Regions from separate parts of the Mus musculus genome. Here region 2 is linked to region 1. The links are chromatin contacts, called in public HiChIP or PLAC-seq maps. All regions are on one chromosome and are shown on one strand. The core of a region is the stretch at or near the end of the contact, and the rest is flanking DNA. Distances in the headings are between cores, read along the strand shown.

Region 1 (2,865 bases), core at 341-2,840:
GTACAGCTACAGTGTACTCACATACATGAAATAAATAAATAAATAAATAAATAATTTTAAAAAAACACTCACACACATAGAATAAAATAACTCTACAGAAACCACTTTAAATCACTGAGCTGTTCTAGTTTTGTTTTTCAAGACAAGGTTTCTCTGTGTAGCAAGGAACTCACTTGTAGACCAGGCTGGCCCCAAACTCAGAAATGCTCTTGCCTCTGCCTCCCAACTGCTGGGGGGGCCCATGCCACCACTTGAGCTATTTTTAAGTATGTTTTTAAGTAGACATACTTCAGTTGTAAAATTTCACTGGGCACAGCAGCGCATGCATAGTGGTACATGTCTAATCCAAGAACTGTAGGGACCAAGGCAGGAGTGGCCAGAGTTAGAATCAGTCTGAGCTATAGAGTAACAATGTCTTTTAAAAATTATAATTATCGTGTTTAATTATAAATGTAGTCTTAAGTCCCTCTACTGATGGGCCATACTGTTATTTTTCTCAAATTTGAAAACTCACAAATTTATGGGGCTGGATAGATGGCTCAGTGGTTAAGAGTATGTCTTTGTCTTGTCAAGGCCCCAGACTCAATTTCCAGCATCCACATAGAGGCTCACAACCATCTGTAATTCCAGTTCTGAGGTATCTGACAGCCTCTGTTGGCCCTTCTTGAACACTACATACATGTGGTACACTTACATACATGAAAGCCAACACTTAAGACATATAAAAATCTTTGTTTTTTGTTTTTTTTTTAATAAAAAGCTTACAAATTCCAGAAACACCTTACTCCAATTAAGGGGCAGATGGGTAGGAGGCCTCATGAACACCATTTATTCACAACTATATATGAATGTATGGCAAGTATTTGTATTTTATGTTGTTATTACTTCACATACTCTCATACGTGTGACTTGAATTTTTCTCTTTTATTTCAACAGTCTAATTAGCATGAACATCATAAATTAAAGAACGGGAGGGAAGTGTTAATATAACAATGTTTCTTTTTGATTCACTGACAATCTGATATATGACGGTGACATATTTTTTTACTGAAAATAGTTATCTCCAGAATCTACAAGCACGGGATGTGTGTTTTACATAAATGAGATCTTATGAGCAAACCATTTTTCACCTAGCAACGTTTCTTCGAAAGTGAACCTATACGCTTCCGTGGCACGGGGTACTTCAGTTTCTCAACCAACCCAAGTGATGCATACGGGCGGTTTCCATTTCTTCTCCACTACCACAAGCACTTCGTTTACGCTTCTCTTCTCGAGCCTTCTGCCTTATCCTCCAGTGACCGAGGAGGTGTCCTCAGGGAGGGCCCGGACTCACCAGGGTCGCTCGGCAGGACGTGGGAAATGGGGACGGTCCCCAGCAGCCTGGTGAGGGTGGCCGGGCTCCGCGTGGCAGACCCGGAGAACCCGGAGGCGCCGGCAGCCCGCGCTGCTCCCAGGAACTTGTCCTCTCCCGCAGGCGCCTCGAGCGCCGAATCCGCAGGATCCGGTCTGCGCAACGCGCCGGTCCCGCCCCCAGGACACACCGCCCAGAGCCGCGCGGGAGCTCGGCGCTTCCCCAGCAGCGCCCGGGGCAGGAAGCTCGCGCGGGGGGCGCTGGGAAACCAGCTGGCGCATGCGCGGGGATAAGCATTTGGCGCTTGTACTATCCAGAATGTCGGAGATGGGCAGCCAATGAACAGGGAGGATTCTCACGACTAAGCCGATCTGACACCCTGGAGCTAGAGATTTGGAAGAAGTCTCATTTTCGCTTTCTGGGTCGCACTATACCTAAGTCGGATGCTTGGGAGGTCTCGGGGCTTCCTGGAAAGTGCAGTCTAATTCGAGCGGAGCCTCCATCATGGTCAGTACCTCCTGCCCTCCTATCAGCAGCTACATCTGTACTGAGCTGAGGAACAGGAGTCCTGATGCCTAGGGACACTGAACAGGAGGCCCACCTCTGCCCGGGCATGTGTTAAGCATTACTGTAGTTTGTTAAAGTCACTATTGGTGTTAATGGTAAATTACCTTTATATTGTAAACATACTTTCCTATAAAATAGACAAAACCAGAACGGGGCAATTTGACTCTGTGTGGCAACTGTCGGACTCTCCCTTGTTTCCCTTGCTGCCTTGAGCAAAAGAACTGTTAGTCAAACAGCCAGCCGGACTGACCTCATGCCAGCACCAGCTATCTGAAACACTCAATGGACACCTTTCGAGAACTACACATTGATCAAAGCTGATTGTCCCTGCAGCTTCAGGCAGGGCTGTTTTGAGACAGGCTTCAGTTCTTGCTGCCACAAGCCTCTGGATTCTAGATACCCTGAAACCATGTCCACGTAGACTACAGAGGGTACATTTCCTTCTGTAATTGATTGCTAAAAGGCAAGGTTGTAGTTGTCTAAACCCTGCTTCGCAGGATGCCTCCTGAATGCACATCAGGCTGCGAGATTCTTGTACTGTACTGTCTTTCCTGATGTTGCTGTATCAGACCAGGTGATACAGTGGAGTAGTGAAGGCTGTATTTCACGTCATGCACCCCAGATCTACTTATCTCTCTGGCCTCATATCCTTCCTTGCCTTTGCAACCTCCCCACCCCTGAAATAAAACACACAATCAACAAAGAAAGAAAACATCTCACTGCCGTGGAAGCTGTAGTATATCACAGTGTCCTGTGTTTTTTTTCTTTTAAAAACTTTTTATGATATAAGTATTTCACCTGCATGTGTGCATATGTACAGCATTCATCCCTGGTGCCTCTGGAGGTCAGAAGAGGGCATTAGATCCCCTCGAGTTACAGAGGGTTGTGACATCACCATGTAGGTGATGGAAGACAAACTCTGGTTGTCTTTTGTGTAAGCCTAAAGT
Region 2 (2,864 bases), core at 59-2,558, 56 kb after region 1:
CATCCTTGCGGGGCTGCTCTCTTCAAGTCTCAAATCTGTTTAATCGGGTGGTGCTTCTCATCAGCCAACTTCCCATCATCTGTCCTTGCTTTCTGGAAGCTGCTCAGAAACTCATTGAGTTTGGGCTGATTTTTTTTTTTTTTTTTTTTGATAGCCACTATTTATTTACATTTCAATTTTTTTTTTCTTTCAAGACAGTGTTTCTTTGTGTAGCCCTGGCTGTTCTGGAACTCACTCTGTATCCTCCTTCCCTGTTTCCCCTCAAAAAACTCCCTTTTCTGCCCCCCTCCTCCCTGCTTCTATGAGCGTGCTCCCCCACCCACCCACCCACTCCTGCTTCACTGTCTTAGTATTCCCCTATGCTGGGGCATCAAGCCTTCACAGGACCAAGGGCTTCTCCTCCCATTAATGCCAGATCAGGCCATCCTTTGCTACACATGCAACTGCAACCCTGGGTGTCTCCATGTGTATTCATTGGTTTAGTCCCTGGGAGCTCTGTGGTGTCTCGTTGGTTGATACTGTTGTTCTTCCTATGGTGTTGCAAACCCCTTCAGCTCCTTCAGTTCTTCTTCTAACTTCTCCATTGGGGTCCCCATGCTCAGTCCAATTGTTGCCTGGTCCTTGAGCCTGGTGTGGAAGTATCCTCACAATTGTTGTCTTTCACTTGAAGGTGAGAAGGCAACAGCCAGTAGTTGCTTGATTTCCAAGGTTTGGGATGCTTCAGCAGCTTTTCTCATCATGTCTCAGCTTTTCTTCTCCATTGTTAAAAATAGTCCTTTCAACATGCAAGCAGGAATCTCCCTGCAGGAATTGGGCTGATTTTTTAACAGAATCTCCTCGATAGGCTGCATTTTGTGAGGGCTGGCCACAAACACCTTAAAGACGTGAAAGGCTTTTACTTGGAGGTTTGGGCTTTTGTCTAGAAGCAGGTTCATCATCGGTCTCAGGTTCTCCAGCTTGTTGATATACCTGAGTCATAATGGTGAAATTGTGGCAATTCAGGATCAGCTCAACGAGCAACTTTAAAGATTGTCTCTTTGTCACGGAGTTCTCAGACTGCAGCAGTTTCTCATCATCTTCAAAAATAGTGTCATAATTCTTCTAAGAAGTCTGCTACCATCACTTTGTATCTGGTTAACAAATCCTTGAGAGTAGCAACGGCATCTGAAGCGATATCAGATGTGGACAGCGCCACGCACTTGAAGTCTCTGACTGATTAGAGAAGAGGACGACTTGACAAGTGGCTCATGTTGAAAACACTCTCTCAGCGTAATCCACAACCACACTGTAAGGCAACCTGTGGGCCTTTACAGCCTTTGAGAAGCATAAACAGGATGTGAAGATGAGAACTGACGCACTCCACAGTAGGACACCAGGTACCAATCTGTCTTCTCAGGATGTTGTTGACTATCTGGATCACATCTTTTTTTGGTGTCACCAGCAACCCCCTGCTGTGGAGCTCCTGTGCCAGCTGAGCCACTGCTTCTGGGGGTGGGGGTGGGGTCCTTGTCATTTATTCCACACAGAATTTCCTTCATTGCTTACAGAGATCTTGTCACTTCTGATGAAGCATTATCTGTCTTTTTGTCTTGCTTTTCCAAAACGGCCAGGTTGTCTTTCAGAATTTTGACAATTTCTGCTGGATTTTTGTGTGATTTACTAAACAAAGGCATTTTTTTTTCATGTATAAAAGTCTCTTCTTAGGCCTGGCTTGGTGGCACTTGCCTTTAATCCCAGCACTTGGGAGGCAGAGGCAGGCAGATTTCTGAGTTCGAGGCCAGTCTGGTCTAGAGAGTGAGTTCCAGGACAGCCAGGGATATGCAGAGAAACCCTGTCTCGAAAAAACAAACAAAAACAAAGTCTCTTCTTCCAATATGGAATGCTTAGATGTCCCTCGTCTTCCACAAATCTGTTCCAGGGCTTACAGTTTTCAGTCACTGCTCAGGGCAGTCACGTCTCTCCTTTAGTCTGCTGCCTTTGCATGACAAACACATAAGCCTCCAATCTGGAGTCTGCATCTTCCTTTTCTTTTCTTTTCTTTTCTTTTCTTTTCTTTCTTTCTTTTTTTTTTTTCTTCTTGTTTTTTTAAGAGCATCTTCATTTTCCAAGCAGCCACTACAGGTTTAAACTAAACCTTAGCTCCTGATGTTCTTTCTTCTTCACGGTGGATTTTACCGGAAGAAAGTGCTGCACCACTACACCCATAAATCTGGTTTTAAAAGCCCATGGCTCAGAAACCCATAGGCCAGAGAGAAGAAAACAATACTGTTAACTCACAGTATTGAGAAGCTTCTCAGGACAATGGGCAGCAGTTAATGCTGAGACTCAAGTGGTGCTCCTCCCTAGCCCCAGACTAAGGCTCGGGGAGCACTGAGGAAGAGGGATGGGAAGAAGGGAGGAGCAGAAGAAGGGGAAAGAGAGCTGCGAAAGGCTGGCTTCTGCACACGGCCACTCCACTGTACAGATGAGTTCACTGTAGCTCTGCTCATCCGCAAAAGCGCAAGGTCAAGCCAGTGAGAGCAGAGGCACAAGACTATTGTTGTTAGTGCTTTAGAAGACACGAGAATGCTCTGAGCCGCATGCTGTCCCCTACTTCCCCAAGCTCCATTGTCAGGCCATCTCTCTACCAGGAACATCCAGGTTAGATCCCTTTTCCTGCCCAATTCCCCAGCCCACTAAGTCCTCCTGAGCATGCCCAGTTGCCCAACAGACAATACTAACTGGACTAAAGGCGTTACAAAATAAAAACTAATCAATCAGTCAATTAAAAGGAGAGGACTTGAAGAAGGAAGGGGTGGCATTTGGAGTGAAGGGAGGAAGAGGTTGAGAGGGTAGGTGATGGAGAGTCGGCTCAGTGGTTAAGA

What was found. HiChIP or PLAC-seq counts read pairs in DNA pulled down with a chosen protein or histone mark.
Region 2: a contact with region 1 is called in an H3K27ac HiChIP or PLAC-seq map of regulatory T cells, with 4 times the contacts expected there. The contact joins the enhancer-like site here to the promoter of Zfp213 in region 1. A contact is called at or near these places in 18 of 39 promoter capture datasets (the 3T3-L1 cell line, the C10 cell line, the HPC-7 cell line and 10 more), 10 of 15 datasets of contacts at CTCF or cohesin (CD8 T cells, the G1E-ER4 cell line, the NIH/3T3 cell line and 5 more), 152 of 484 Hi-C or Micro-C datasets (the 3T3-L1 cell line, 3T3-L1-derived adipocytes, the AML12 cell line and 79 more), 38 of 115 datasets of contacts at active chromatin or transcription factors (the 230-238 cell line, CD8 T cells, DN3 thymocytes and 21 more) and 5 of 9 other capture datasets (adipose tissue, embryonic stem cells, liver and 2 more).

What each region holds. Positions count from the first base shown.
Region 1 is chr17:23,562,636-23,565,500 of GRCm38.p6, forward strand. It overlaps Zfp213 (zinc finger protein 213), which reads right to left and starts at 1,591. Exons shown (of 6, transcript NM_001033496.3): 1 at 1,334-1,591. It overlaps 6330415G19Rik (RIKEN cDNA 6330415G19 gene), which reads left to right. Exons shown (of 2, transcript NR_126484.1): 2 at 1,135-2,659.
Region 2 is chr17:23,619,228-23,622,091 of GRCm38.p6, forward strand. It overlaps the pseudogene Gm7912. Among named protein-coding and RNA genes, the nearest start is that of Zscan10, 20 kb to the left of the region's middle. Within about 2 kb of position 1,309, at least 22 of the 459 cell types and tissues checked have an H3K27ac peak or open chromatin away from gene starts, as enhancers often do. A contact at or near this core is called in CD4 single positive thymocytes, CD8 T cells, CD8 central memory T cells and 8 more, where this site is marked.